Linked DNA regions of Mus musculus: region 1 is linked to region 2. Evidence: chromatin contacts called from public Hi-C data. All regions are on one chromosome and are shown on one strand. The core of a region is the stretch at or near the end of the contact, and the rest is flanking DNA. Distances in the headings are between cores, read along the strand shown. Region 1 holds the start of D930032P07Rik (RIKEN cDNA D930032P07 gene). Region 2 overlaps Glis3 (GLIS family zinc finger 3).

Region 1 (5,824 bases), core at 1,999-4,498, 290 kb after region 2:
CACGCTACGGCGCACTGCTCATGACACTACACAGTCAGTAATACATGAAAACTGCATGTCACATTCTTAAGCACAAGAACATAAAAGAACCCTACACATGTTAACTACTTTACTCCACGCGCCTTTCATTCACAGTCCTACCATTCTACAGTGCATCATGGCTACTTGCCTGTTTTATTTCCCCGTCTAAATTCTCACTGAGTTTTGAGGTTAGGTCTAACTTACCTTTGAACTCCCCCAAGCCCTTGAATTTACACGGACTGCCCAGCACTGTCCTTTTCACACCTGACTGATGATACAAATACTTCAACATCTGTCTATTTACTGTACTTACACTGCTCGTATTATGCAGAGAATATAAATGAGCTATATCATAGTAGTCTACCCTTACTTATTATCTGAATAAATGTAGTATAAGTGACATATGATCGTTCAATGAAGAGTCTCATGCTCTGTGCCTGTAGATCCAGTTTAATTACAGCTCTATGCTTTCTAGTCTGTTCCTGCTCTCTCTTCCTCTCTCTATGTAGGAAAACTTGACATATAAATCCTACCCCCTTCTCCGGATAGACACAATATTCTTGCCTGAATTGTAACATTCTAGTGGTCAATTTTCACAGTCAATTCAGGACTCCAACCAAGCTCTGTTTGCTGTGGGGTGTTGGCCCTGCATACCAGGGCTACCAATGCATGCTCTATAAGCAGTTTTCCTGCTCATCTGGAGTCACACCAAGCCTGTTACTCATATTGGTACCAGACTGTCACCGGGTACAGATATGACCCATTTTCCCCTTAATTCTATCAAAATTAAATAATACTTGACTACTGTCTCTAAGCCAAACTGTTCCCATCTCCTTTAAAAATAAATAAATAAACTGACCTACTATAAAGTTGTGTGCAGATCAAACAAAGCTTGAACTATTCCAAGACACTTGTTAAATACAAGAACATGGGAAGTTAGGGCTCTCAACCCTCCTGATGCTATGACCTTTTGACATAATTCATGTTGGGGTGAGCCCCCCAACCATAAAATTATTTCATTGCTACTTCATAACTGCAATTTTACTACTGTTGTGAATCATAATCTAAATATCTGATATGTGACACCCCAAGAGGTGGCAACCCACAGGTTGAGAACCACTGCCTTAAAGAAGGGCCACCACCGGAGGTGTCTGTGTGGCCTGTAAGCTGGTTGTGTCCTGTTTATGAAGCTAGCAGGCATGCTCTTCCATATGGATTTTTTTCTACCTCAATTAAAAATATTGGCCTGTGTGTCAACTCTGCCTAAAGTAGGTAACTAGGAAAACTTGAAACTTTGGCATCTTTTAATTCAGTTCATCTTAATACCATGTTCAAGGTTTCATTTTGCCTCTTTCTCCTTGAATAAAATTGTATTTTCGTTACAAAGACTACCTATGTGTCTTTTTTTCTTTTACTTCAGTCCTGATTGAGTTTATCAACCAGCCAAACATTAAAGAGTTAAGCCTGTATTGGCACCTTATTTATACTATAACTTCCTTCCTCTATAGAGAAATAATTGCAGAAAACACAGGAAATGGCTTCTCCACAAAGGGTAAGAGTAGGTTCTGGCTCCTTTCCCAGGATCAGCAACTTCAGAACAACTCTTGCCATCTTGGAGAATTACAAACTAACATTCCAACTCCGGTGATCAATAACTATGATGCCAATATAGACAGAATGCCCTCAGGCCTACTTTACTAGTAGTAAAGGCAACGGGGGACGCGTTTCGGGGAGGAGAGCTAGTGAGAGAGAACACTGGCAGTCCTCCAAAATCAAATGATCCTGAATGCCACATGAAGAAAGGCAGAACTTTTACAAAGCATCACTTCCAGCCATTCAACTGTCCCCAGTCGGGATTTTTTTTTTTTTTTTTTTTGGGTCAGGCAAAAAATCCACCCCACTAGGTATACTCCAGAGTCCATCCAAGGAGAGTCACTTTCCAAACGGGACAACTCCAGGTATCCAAACTCTGCTAACCGGAAGAACTTTGGTAGAATCGCCAATGAAACTGGTGGAAACATTGGATGGACCAACGATGGCGTGAAGAAAAGCCACTCTACCTGAACTGACCTCAAGGGAAGCAAGGAGACAGGGAATCCACCCAGAGCACACAGAAGTAATTACTCACTCTGAAGGAGGCCTGAGTCCTGACAGGAAAGAAAAGACACGAACTAAGTAGCAATAAGAATGGGAAGAAAGCCTCCTTCAGTTCAAGGGGGAGGGGCTGGAGCTCCTCTAAATGAACACTGTAGCAGATCCTAGTAAAGGCCTTAAATGTCAGCAGTTCTCACTAGAGAAGGGGGGGGGGTGCCCTCTCACACAGTTCTCTCTCTATAGATCATTTCCAGGGACAGCCTTCATTGTTTTTCTGCAAACTTTTGCAGGCTGCACCTGCTTTGTGTAGCCTCACAGGAAACCAAAGAGAAAAAGGAGGAGTAAGAATTTTTAAACTAACCCAAATTCATTTTTACAATGAATCAAAATTCCTAACGTAGTCTAAAAATTGAAGTCCAACGGGCACGGAGACATTTAGGGAACCGGGCCTGGCTACTTCCCAATGAAGAAATCGTGACTCATCAAAGCTTCAGAACGGACACAAGAGAGTTTGCATTTGTCTGGAGTTCACCTTCGGGCCAAGAAATGCTCTCCACTGTGAGCCTCAGTGTTTTTTCTAGATGCTTAAGTTTGGCAGGGGTTCTTTCTCTGGGTCCCATAACCCAGAGAACTGGTCCACTGGGGGGAGCTGTATAAACTTCTCTTTCCTCACCAACTCTAGGGCCACCTGAGACCACTACCCCCAATTCAAGAGATGTTGAAGTCCTAAAGCTCTAAGGAATTGGAAAGGTGTCCTCTCCAATTGCAATTGCTGGAGTGCAGTCCCTGCGGGCACTGCTCTGGAGAATTCCGGAAGTGATCCCCTACACTCTATCCCATGGGACCTAGCGGATGTCAAGGAAGACAAGCCAGGAAGGGAGGTACACAGAGCAGAGGAACCAGGAGTGGCTAGGGGTGCGGGGTCAAGATGTGCGGCCCGGGACAGTGGGTGAACACCCCTCCTGGGGTCCTCAGCACCCTCCCACACACGGCACACCCACACACCTTTGCCCCGCGGGGGGTCTTGGGTCCTAGCCTCAGGGATCTCCGGAGGTGAGCGAGGGGCGGGTCCGGAGGTGAAGTGGAGCCTTCCCGGTGCTCTGGGCAACCAGACCGCCCCCGCTCTCCCCCCTCCCCCTCCCGCGGCGCGAGCGAGAGAACGCAACAAAACAAAACAAACTCGTGCCGGCTTCCTGTTGTGCAACCACTTTCTGAGTAAGTAAGGGGCTGAAAGGCCGCCAGTTAGGAAGCCGGGCTGCGGGGGACCCTGCTGGCCAAAGCACCCGGAGCCGCACTGGGGTACATAGGGCCCTGCACTGTGACCCTGTCCGGACCACGGGGCGACTACCCTCCCTGCCCCCACGAGTGTCGTTTTGCTATTGCCTCCCAAACACACTACCAGATCTAAGGGCGCGACCTCGACGAACCTTTTTGCCAAAAAAAGAAAAAAAAAAAGGAAACCTCCAAAAGTTTCCTCCAGGTACCTACTTGAATCATCCATAGTAGGATGACAAATCCGCCCTGGTCAAGGTTTTCAGACACTTGGGTGAGTTTCTCGTCCCCCGGGTGACTTGTCAGCTCTAGTGAGTAACTTGGAACTGTTGCTTGGGGCAAGGTGTGTGTCTAGGAGAGCCAACAGCTCACTCACGCTTTCCAGAAAGTGATCCCGACCGACTTCAAAATAGACACAGGGTCATTTATAGGGACCGGAGCCTTGAAGCGGGACTCGAGACAGACATTTCCCAAACAGTGCTGACATTTTGTCCCCGGCCCATAAAAATGTAAACGCGAGGTGACAAACCCGGCGGGGAGTGCTAGGTGTCTGAATGTGTCTGCGATTTCGTGGCGTGGGAGGTTACAGTTGAAAACTTGGCGGCTGCGGGTCGATGCACCGCTCCTAACTAGTAGCTGTGCCCCCAAACCCGAGGACCTCACTGAACAATGGGGACACCAACTTGGATGAGACGGAGAAGTGAAAAACAGCCTTCGTGGCGCCCCATAAACACGTGGAAGCCGAAAAGACAACTACAACCCCGACTGTGAGCTAAAGACCTCAAAGTCCCATCACTCCCCACTTTGCCAAAGTTTCCCTAAGTAGGACCCCGGTGCTCGCCCTGTATCTGGCCCTGATTGTGTAACCTTCTGGTACCTGTATTTTCAGTTAAAAGGCACGGAGACTCTCCCTCATAAACGAAACTTCCACACCTTGTTGGTTTCCTTTCTGTCTACACCCCGCGCTCTTAGGTAACTGACAGCCAGTTTGATGGCTAAATGAGTATTGCCATCAGCCTCGGTAAGGTGTGCCTAGGTCTCTAGAAGCCCTGTGAGTCTGGGGGAGTTGGTGTGCTCCTGTCCTCAAACCCGTGCGAATGCCACCAAGCCGGCATGCAGAAACTCTTTCTAATCCCGAGTTTGCGTCCCCAGGCTTGACCGCCCCCACACTCTCTAGCGCCTTCTCTCTCTGTCCCTCGCCTGCAGAACAAAGTTCCTATGGCATCCACTTACCAGGTAACCGGATTTCCACAACAAAGCTAGGCGAGCGAGTCCCTTCTCCCGGCCAGCCCGCTCGTGACAACACTAGCGATGCGTGGGTGGAGGCTGAGCCCCCTCAGCGCTCCACGCCGGCTCTGCCTCCTTCGGAAAGGAAAACTCGCATCCAAGCCCGTGGCCGGAGCGCGGAACTACGGCCGGAGGGCCGTGTGTGTGCCCGCGCGAGGCTGCGACGGCGGCGGCCCTGGGAGGAGGAGGCAGGGCAGCGGGCCGACTCTCCGCATCAGCTCCCTGTCCGCGCTACGCACAGGCACACTCCAGTCATGTCTTTACAAAGTTGAGAGGCGACTTCATGCCTGGCCCGGGGTGCTCATCCTCGCTCGGGGCCGAGGGCGACGCCTGGAGGGGCCGGGCTCGGGATGCTGGCTGCCTGAGCTGGGTCGCGGCTAGAGAGCGCCGGTGCGAGCCTGGACCCGGGCCCGCCGCGGCCCCGAGGTGCGCGGACCCTGGCGCCGGTGCCCTTGCGCGCCGCGCTCTGGGCTGCCCCGGCGGCGCAGTAGGGACGCGGCTGCAGGGAGAGAGGGGAAAGGGGGAAGAGGGCGGGAGGGAGGCTGCCAGGCGAGGAGTGTGGATGTGTGTGCGGCCGCGAGGGCCGGCCCGCAGCCAGCTGCTTCCTGAGTGTGAGCGCCGGAGGGGGCGGGGAGGGATGGGGGCGGGCTCCTGGTCACCAGGCCAGCCAGTGTCTCCCTCTTGACGTTCGCGCACACACGCTCCTTCCCATAAAACTCCAGAGCGGGTAACCGCGGGGCGACTCTTCACCTTTCTGAACCTATTTGTTTGCCTTTTTTTTTTAATCTAAAAAAGTGTCAGCCCTTCAACAGGACCTGTTGTCAACTCTCATGGATCAAGAGAGAAATCCTTGTAGTAAAAGGGGGCGGGGGGGAGTGGAAACGGAAAAGTGATAAAAACGGAGGGGGGAGGAACCCTAATATGTGGGATTGGATGCTGGTGGCAATTCCAAAACTGGCTGTGGAATGCAGAGAGGATGCCTGTGACATCTTCCAAAGGATAAAAGGAAGAGAAGAAGGTGGGGATGAGGGGGAAACAAGCAGGCTGGGAGGAATGGCACACCCACCTCGCAGACTTTGCTTGTGTACAGTGGTACTTTCTTCTTAGAGTTCAACATTCCCCAGCTTTCTATCCCACCTAAGTTGCAGCC
Region 2 (6,369 bases), core at 39-2,538:
TGGAAGTTGGAAAGAGAGGATAGAAATGATATAAATACAGTACTCTTCTTGTATGGAACTCTCAAAAAAATTAAAACTACAAAAAAATTTTTTTAGAATGTGTTGGCGCTCCATGACCTGACCTAGAAAGCTGTCTGTACTATTCTACAAAGGAGAGGAACACTGTGGTGAGAAATCTGAGTGGTCTGATGACAATTTCTACAGGACAAAGTCTTGGCTGTGTGTACACTTACATGGGTCTACAACCGTAAAGAATGTGGGGATACCACACTGATGCCTTAACACTTGAGAGTTTAACTGAGAGCTGGACAGGGGCAGGAGGTGGGGAAAACACTCGGTGTATTGTGGTAAGCAAATACTCCTTTTAAAACTATAATTCTATTTTCCATTAACTCAGATTATCTTCATTATCCCTGCCTCCTCATCATAAATATAAATTTGTGTGTCCTAAAACATGAAGTGGATTCTTGGGCTATCTGGGTAACATAAATGGTCTTGAGATTGGCTTTCAACTGCACCTCTGCTGGCAAAGTAAGGAGGACCTGGACACCATGACTCTTGTAAGGCTAAGGATGAAGCCTAGCTTTTATTGGCTCCTGACTTATTACCTGAACGGTCAGTGAGCTATGGTGCACAGTTAGAGTCACATGCTGATAAGGAGGACCCAGCAGTATTGTCTCAAGAAACTATCAGCAAAACAACAAAGGAGTTTTCATGATTGATAGCACCAAATAATTATTGTACATACAAAGAAAAATGTTATTTGTGAGACAGGCTACCTTTAACCATCATAGACAAAAGATGTAGACTGCAAAGATTTTGATTAAAATATGCAAATGGCATCTGAAATCTCAACAATACTCCGTGATTCTACTTTTCGTCACTAAGTTGTTATTTTTTTTTTCTGTTTTACAAACTTTTGTCAATTATTTTCCATTTTGACATTATTCCTTTGAAAATAAATCTTTTCACACTAGTATTATAACCTAGGAAATCAGACAAATGATAGAGGGCAACTCAGTTAATTATTGCAAATTGGACACACTGTGGTAACCAGGACAGATCAAGAAATTGAAACATTTCATCATTAGTCCTAAAAGAAATCCAACCTTTAGTTATGGGGAAGAACACCTGAATTAGCAATTATATTTGGTGCATTTACGGTTCAGAGTAGGGTGTCTGGATGAAATTTAAATATGAACAAGCTTAAACATGACTCCACAGAGCCTAGATGCAAACCATCCCTTGGAAAACGTGTTTGGCTCCATCCACAGGCCTGGCTGCCTCTCCTCTGTGTCACAGGGTGCCAGTCGGGACCAGTGACTTCTCCATGCTTGAGTCACAGAAAGGAAGCCAAACTCTTGAGTCATCTCGAGGTTCACATTCACCCCTAGATTTCCTTTGTCATCAAGATGTCATGCAATGAAAAGTGCATGTGATCTGGCAAACCTGACAGTGAGCCTTACTGTTCAGAGAGGTTCACAAACAGGTGATTAATTTGTCAGCACAAAGTGAAGACTCAGGTTGAAAACAGCGATCTCTTTCTCACCCTTATTCTCACCCTGAACAAGAGGATGCCTGCGGTTCCCATTAGTACTGCACAAGCTCAAAGGGGACTGACTTGGCATTGTTCTTCCTTTGCCTGGCAGCTATCATTTCCAGAGAAAAAGAGGTGTGGAGTCAAGGTCTGAAACTGAACAATGTCTCTACCCAGGAGAGATCGTTGCACCTCACACTGACCAGGTGCATGGCACTTTAGGGGCTTCATCAAAACTGATAAGACAGGAATCAGGACCAGTTTCTGGGAAGTCAAAGTCTCAGGACCATAATAACATTGACCCTGATAGTCAATGACTACTTTTGCTGTACTGTGGTCTCCAAAGGCCCAGGACAGCTATTAGGTCCATCTAGAAAGTTGCTGTTCCCAAAAAGAAAGTGGACTTGAACACTGTTTCCTGTGTATTAATTAACCAAATAATATGGCTGGGTGTGGTGGCATATGCCTTTAGTCCCAGCACTTGGGAGGCACAGTCAGATGGATGTCTGTGAGTTCAAGGCCAGCATATCATTTACATAGTTCGCTCTAGGCCAGCCAGGGTTACATAGCAAAACCCTGTCTCAAAAATACTCAATATTTTAATGTAAAAGTAAAAATATCCCAAGTCTCTTGTTTCTGACTCCTGGGCCAGTCTCATTAGGAGTCTCAAAGGGTCACATTCTGAATCAAGTCAGGACTGGAAATGTAGGCAGTTCAGCCCCACTGCCTAGAAATTGAATAAAACTAAGGGGGGGGGTGCATTTTCACAGTGTGCTCTCAGTTGAGAAAGCTGGGTAATGAACTTCAAATAGATTCAGGGATAATTTGGTGCCTTGATGGTAAACACTAGCTAGCACAGATAGAATATCTCATTTGGAATTACACAGCTGCTTTGTATTGCAAATGAATAATATGCCCAGCATTCACACAGAACCAGGAAGTCGGAATTTTATTTCAGTTTTCATCTCCACCTAAATGCAAAAGGCTGGCATGAAGGTAATTGGGAAACAATTATTACAGGTGGTTCACAGGGCTGCATAATCGAACAGCCACTGCTACTAGGCATAGACCCTCCTGGTTAACTCAGGCGTTACCACAGAAGAGTGGACGGGGCCCTTGTTATTTTACCAATACTGTTGAGAGTTAGTATTAAATACTCAGAAGGAGAATTTTCTAATGCTAGAAAGAAAAATTCCAAGTTAATTTAATCTTACAGGCTTTCTATTGTGAGAAGGCAATTTTGGTTGGTTGATTGGTTTTATTTATAATAAACTCCCATTCTATTTCATTTAGGCAAACAAATCTATGATTTGGGGAGAACTTGTTTCCAGCCTAAGAATTCAACGTAATTCAACGTAATTCCCTTGTAATATTCTGCAATGAAAGAGTATCAGTTTGCCATATTTTAACTATAACTCTAAACCAAGGTGACTTTGCCCCTAAAGAGACTTCATCAGAGACTGGAGACGTTTTAGATTGAGCATGACTGTGTACTGGAGGTAGAAGGACTTCCTCTGAGCAGCTGGTGCCAGGCAGGCACGCTGCTAAACATCCTTTGTACACAGGATAGTCTCCACTGACCAGTGGCGCTCAGTGCTGAGGGACAGAAGCCTGCTCCCAGTGTGGAACAGTGAAGGTATTTGTGGGAGCAGAAACAGAGGTCACCTCAACAGTACAAAGTCCTCAAGCCAGACAGCACGCTTCAGTTTGTTATAAGCTTCTATTTGCCAAGTGAATGTCTTATGACAGGCTAGCCACTGGAATGGGGGAAGAGATGAGGGCAACACAAATTATTACCCAAAATTAACTATGAGTTTCAAAGTAGGTTCCAAGGTATAAACCGCCTAAATTCACCTTGCTATACAATCTTGGTCCTCTAAGTAGAATAAACAAGGTTTGAAAGGGAGGGATGGGGAAGAAAGGGGCTTATGGTCCCCACCACGGTCATACTATGGCACCATGGCATGTAGCTGATACTCCCCCTTCTCAGAGGGAAGAAAATTTGGTGGCTCGCCTTAGACTCTCCTGTCTTTAGGAAAACACTGACTGATTTTTGACTGATGTGACATGTGAGGTGCTAAAGTATTCTCTACAAGACTAAGAGTTATAGAGGGTGAATTTGAAAACTATTCATCATTTCAAGTCACATACATAAAGATAGAAAGATATGAAATTTTCAAATACTTGACTTTTGTAAAAATAATGACTACCCGAGTTACTGAAAGTTAAACACCATTTTCATTGTAGCCAATCATCAGTCTCACAGGCCTGCATGAAATTTCTGAAGAGGAAATTCTTACACGATCAACAATTTATGAGCTCAAATCACTCGATTCCTCTAAGTTCGAAAAATAAGTGGACATATGGTACAAATTCTCACTCATTTCTACTTTATTTTGCAAGTGAGATGTGTAAAGCTCTCTGAGACCTTCCTGCCACACATGAGAACAGAGTAAAAGTTCTGGATTTACACCTCCCCCCATCTTTCCAACATGAAATTTTTATGAATTACATACATTGGCAGGTCAGGAAATTGGATGCCAATAAACCAGTCAATGGATTCTACTGAAAATGACAAATTCTATGAAAGAACAGAGTACGGCTTCCTGTGATGTTGCCCCGCCATTCTTAACTAAGCTCTGGGAACAGAATCAGAGTTTTGTACCTTTGAAGCCCAGGAATGTCCTTCTTCAGATGTCAGCTGCTAGAGGCTCTCATCCATACTCATAAAGAAATGGGGTCCACAAGGTACCTCCAATCAATTTCTTAGTAATTTTAATGCAGTTGAGTTGGAGTGAAGGGTAAATTATATCCTATACACATATACAGGTGGCTATTTTAGTTTCTAAGTCCATTAATATCCTTTGCACACTCAGAAAAAACAACAATCACGCCCAAATGCAGAGGCAAAGGCGGTGATGTGGGGTAGGTATTACAGTGAAATTAACAGTGTACGTACGTGCATATCTTGAAAATGCTAAAGACTCCGATCGCACTGTGTCTGTGGCACTGAAAAAGAAATGAACTGAAATACAAAAGCTTGTCCTCAACTCATGTAATTTTATTGTTTTTATCGTCTTTTAATGTACTTAGTCAGAGAAAGGGGAATTGACCGTCAGGCTCAAGGGGCTCCAGAAATGCTGACATTAAAATGACTGCAGAACCTGGAAAGAGAGACAGAGGTGATACAGCTGGAGGATGGGCAGAATGTGATGAGAGTGAAGCTTCTAGAATCGGAAATTCTCAGTGTGACGTGGGAGATTAAGTACTCCCGAGGCTACAGAGCATTTTCAAAGGGGGCATTAAATATCATAATCTTATATTCTGAATACAGAGGAATATCTCTCTTTTGGGGGATAGAAACCTTGGTGACTCCAGCTCTATGAAACCTTCTGGGCTGATAAAGATAAGCCCTGCTCTGAAGGAGCAGCCAAAAGAGACTCTCCTCTGGAGAGCAGGGGACAGTACCCAACAAATAAGAGGCCCAGAAGGCACAGGGCTCAGGAGCAGGGACAGGCGCAAGGACTGAGGATTTGAGATATCCATCCAGAGAGGGCACTAGAGTGCTAAAGATGGAAAAATTCCTGTTCCAATCATCTGAAAAACAGCTCTTACACAGAAGCTGGGGCCTAATTCTCTGGAGCCCATTCTGCTCTATGTGTAAACTCTTAGGGGAGGAGTGCTGGCAACTGACTTTCTAGAACTCCTTCCGAAAGCCACACGGACATCTGTGTGGATTATTTAGGTACCACCTAGCTGTCTCTTTCTTAAGTAACTTCCTCCTCCTTCTTCTCTGTTTGTTTGTTTGTTTGTTTGAGACAAGGTTTCTCTGTGCCCTAGCAGTCCTGGAAATGGATTTGTACACCAGGCTGACTTCAAACTCACAGAGATCTGCCTGCCTCTGTTTCCTGAGTGCTGGAATTAAAGGTATGTGCCACCATGCCAGGCCAACCGACTATTTCTTAAACTTTCCAATAAGATGCCTAAAATAAACTAGAATTCACAATGCTTGAAGTTTTACCTGTACTCATGTAAATCAACACATTTAACTCTTTTTTTTTTAATGTCACTGATTATTGTCCATCTTGAAATAACCTCAATAGACTCATTTTGGGGGGAGGGGGGAGAGATAAAGCTATATATTACTATATAAGGGCCCCACCAAAAATCAGACTTAAAACCACTTCCACAGCCCTCATTAAAAAATTGCACCTGTCAACGACACACAGCTATATTAGGTGATGGTAAGTGCAAACCGCTAAGGTAAATTACTCACATAGACATGTATATAAAACACCATGTAGCTGAAACACCATAATGCTGCCGCCGCCTCATCAGCTCAAGAGCCAATCAGGTCTTGACAGGCCATATGTGTATTTATAAATATATCGGCTAATGTAAAGGTCGTGCTGTTCACTGCTCAGGGAAACTAGGCACATTTGGAACCATCTCTAGAAGATTTGGGTTCCTTAAAAAAAATATTTTGACACTCTGTGACGAATGCAATCCTGCCCCCATATGCTTCACACTATTTAAAGGGAAATGACACTTGGTTGCCTTCCCAGCAACACTTAATTCTTTCCTTTCCTTTTAATACTGAAGGCAGGAGATGGCGGGGGGGGGGGGTGGGGTGGGAGTTGGGGGGGGGAGGTTATCTATGCCACGTATTTGAATTCTGGAAATATCTTTCCAAACTTTGTATGAACCCAGAGGTCTGCGTCCCGAAAGTTGTGCTATTCCACATGATACAAAAATCACAGACAAGGCTTTACTTCCAAACTGGAAGAGAAAGTGGAAATGAGGTAGTTCGAGGGGAACTGAGGTAGGCAGAG

Evidence for each region. A called contact is a pair of places that touch in the nucleus more often than the background predicts.
Region 1: a Hi-C map of muscle stem cells shows a contact between it and region 2, with 2.8 times the contacts expected there. A contact is called at or near these places in 12 of 39 promoter capture datasets (the 3T3-L1 cell line, 3T3-L1-derived adipocytes, cranial neural crest and 8 more), 5 of 484 Hi-C or Micro-C datasets (the C2C12 cell line, cortical neurons, embryonic stem cells and 2 more), 9 of 130 datasets of targeted methods (the NIH/3T3 cell line, astrocytes, embryonic basal ganglia and 5 more) and 1 of 9 other capture datasets (embryonic stem cells).

The regions. Positions count from the first base shown.
Region 1 is chr19:28,674,976-28,680,799 of GRCm38.p6, forward strand. It overlaps D930032P07Rik (RIKEN cDNA D930032P07 gene), which reads left to right and starts at 3,249. Exons shown (of 5, transcript NR_045330.1): 1 at 3,249-3,330. It overlaps Glis3 (GLIS family zinc finger 3), which reads right to left and starts at 5,102. Exons shown (of 11, transcript NM_175459.6): 1 at 4,621-5,102.
Region 2 is chr19:28,387,948-28,394,316 of GRCm38.p6, forward strand. All of the region lies in intron 4 of Glis3 (GLIS family zinc finger 3), which reads right to left. Among named protein-coding and RNA genes, the nearest start is that of Gm35866, 27 kb to the left of the region's middle.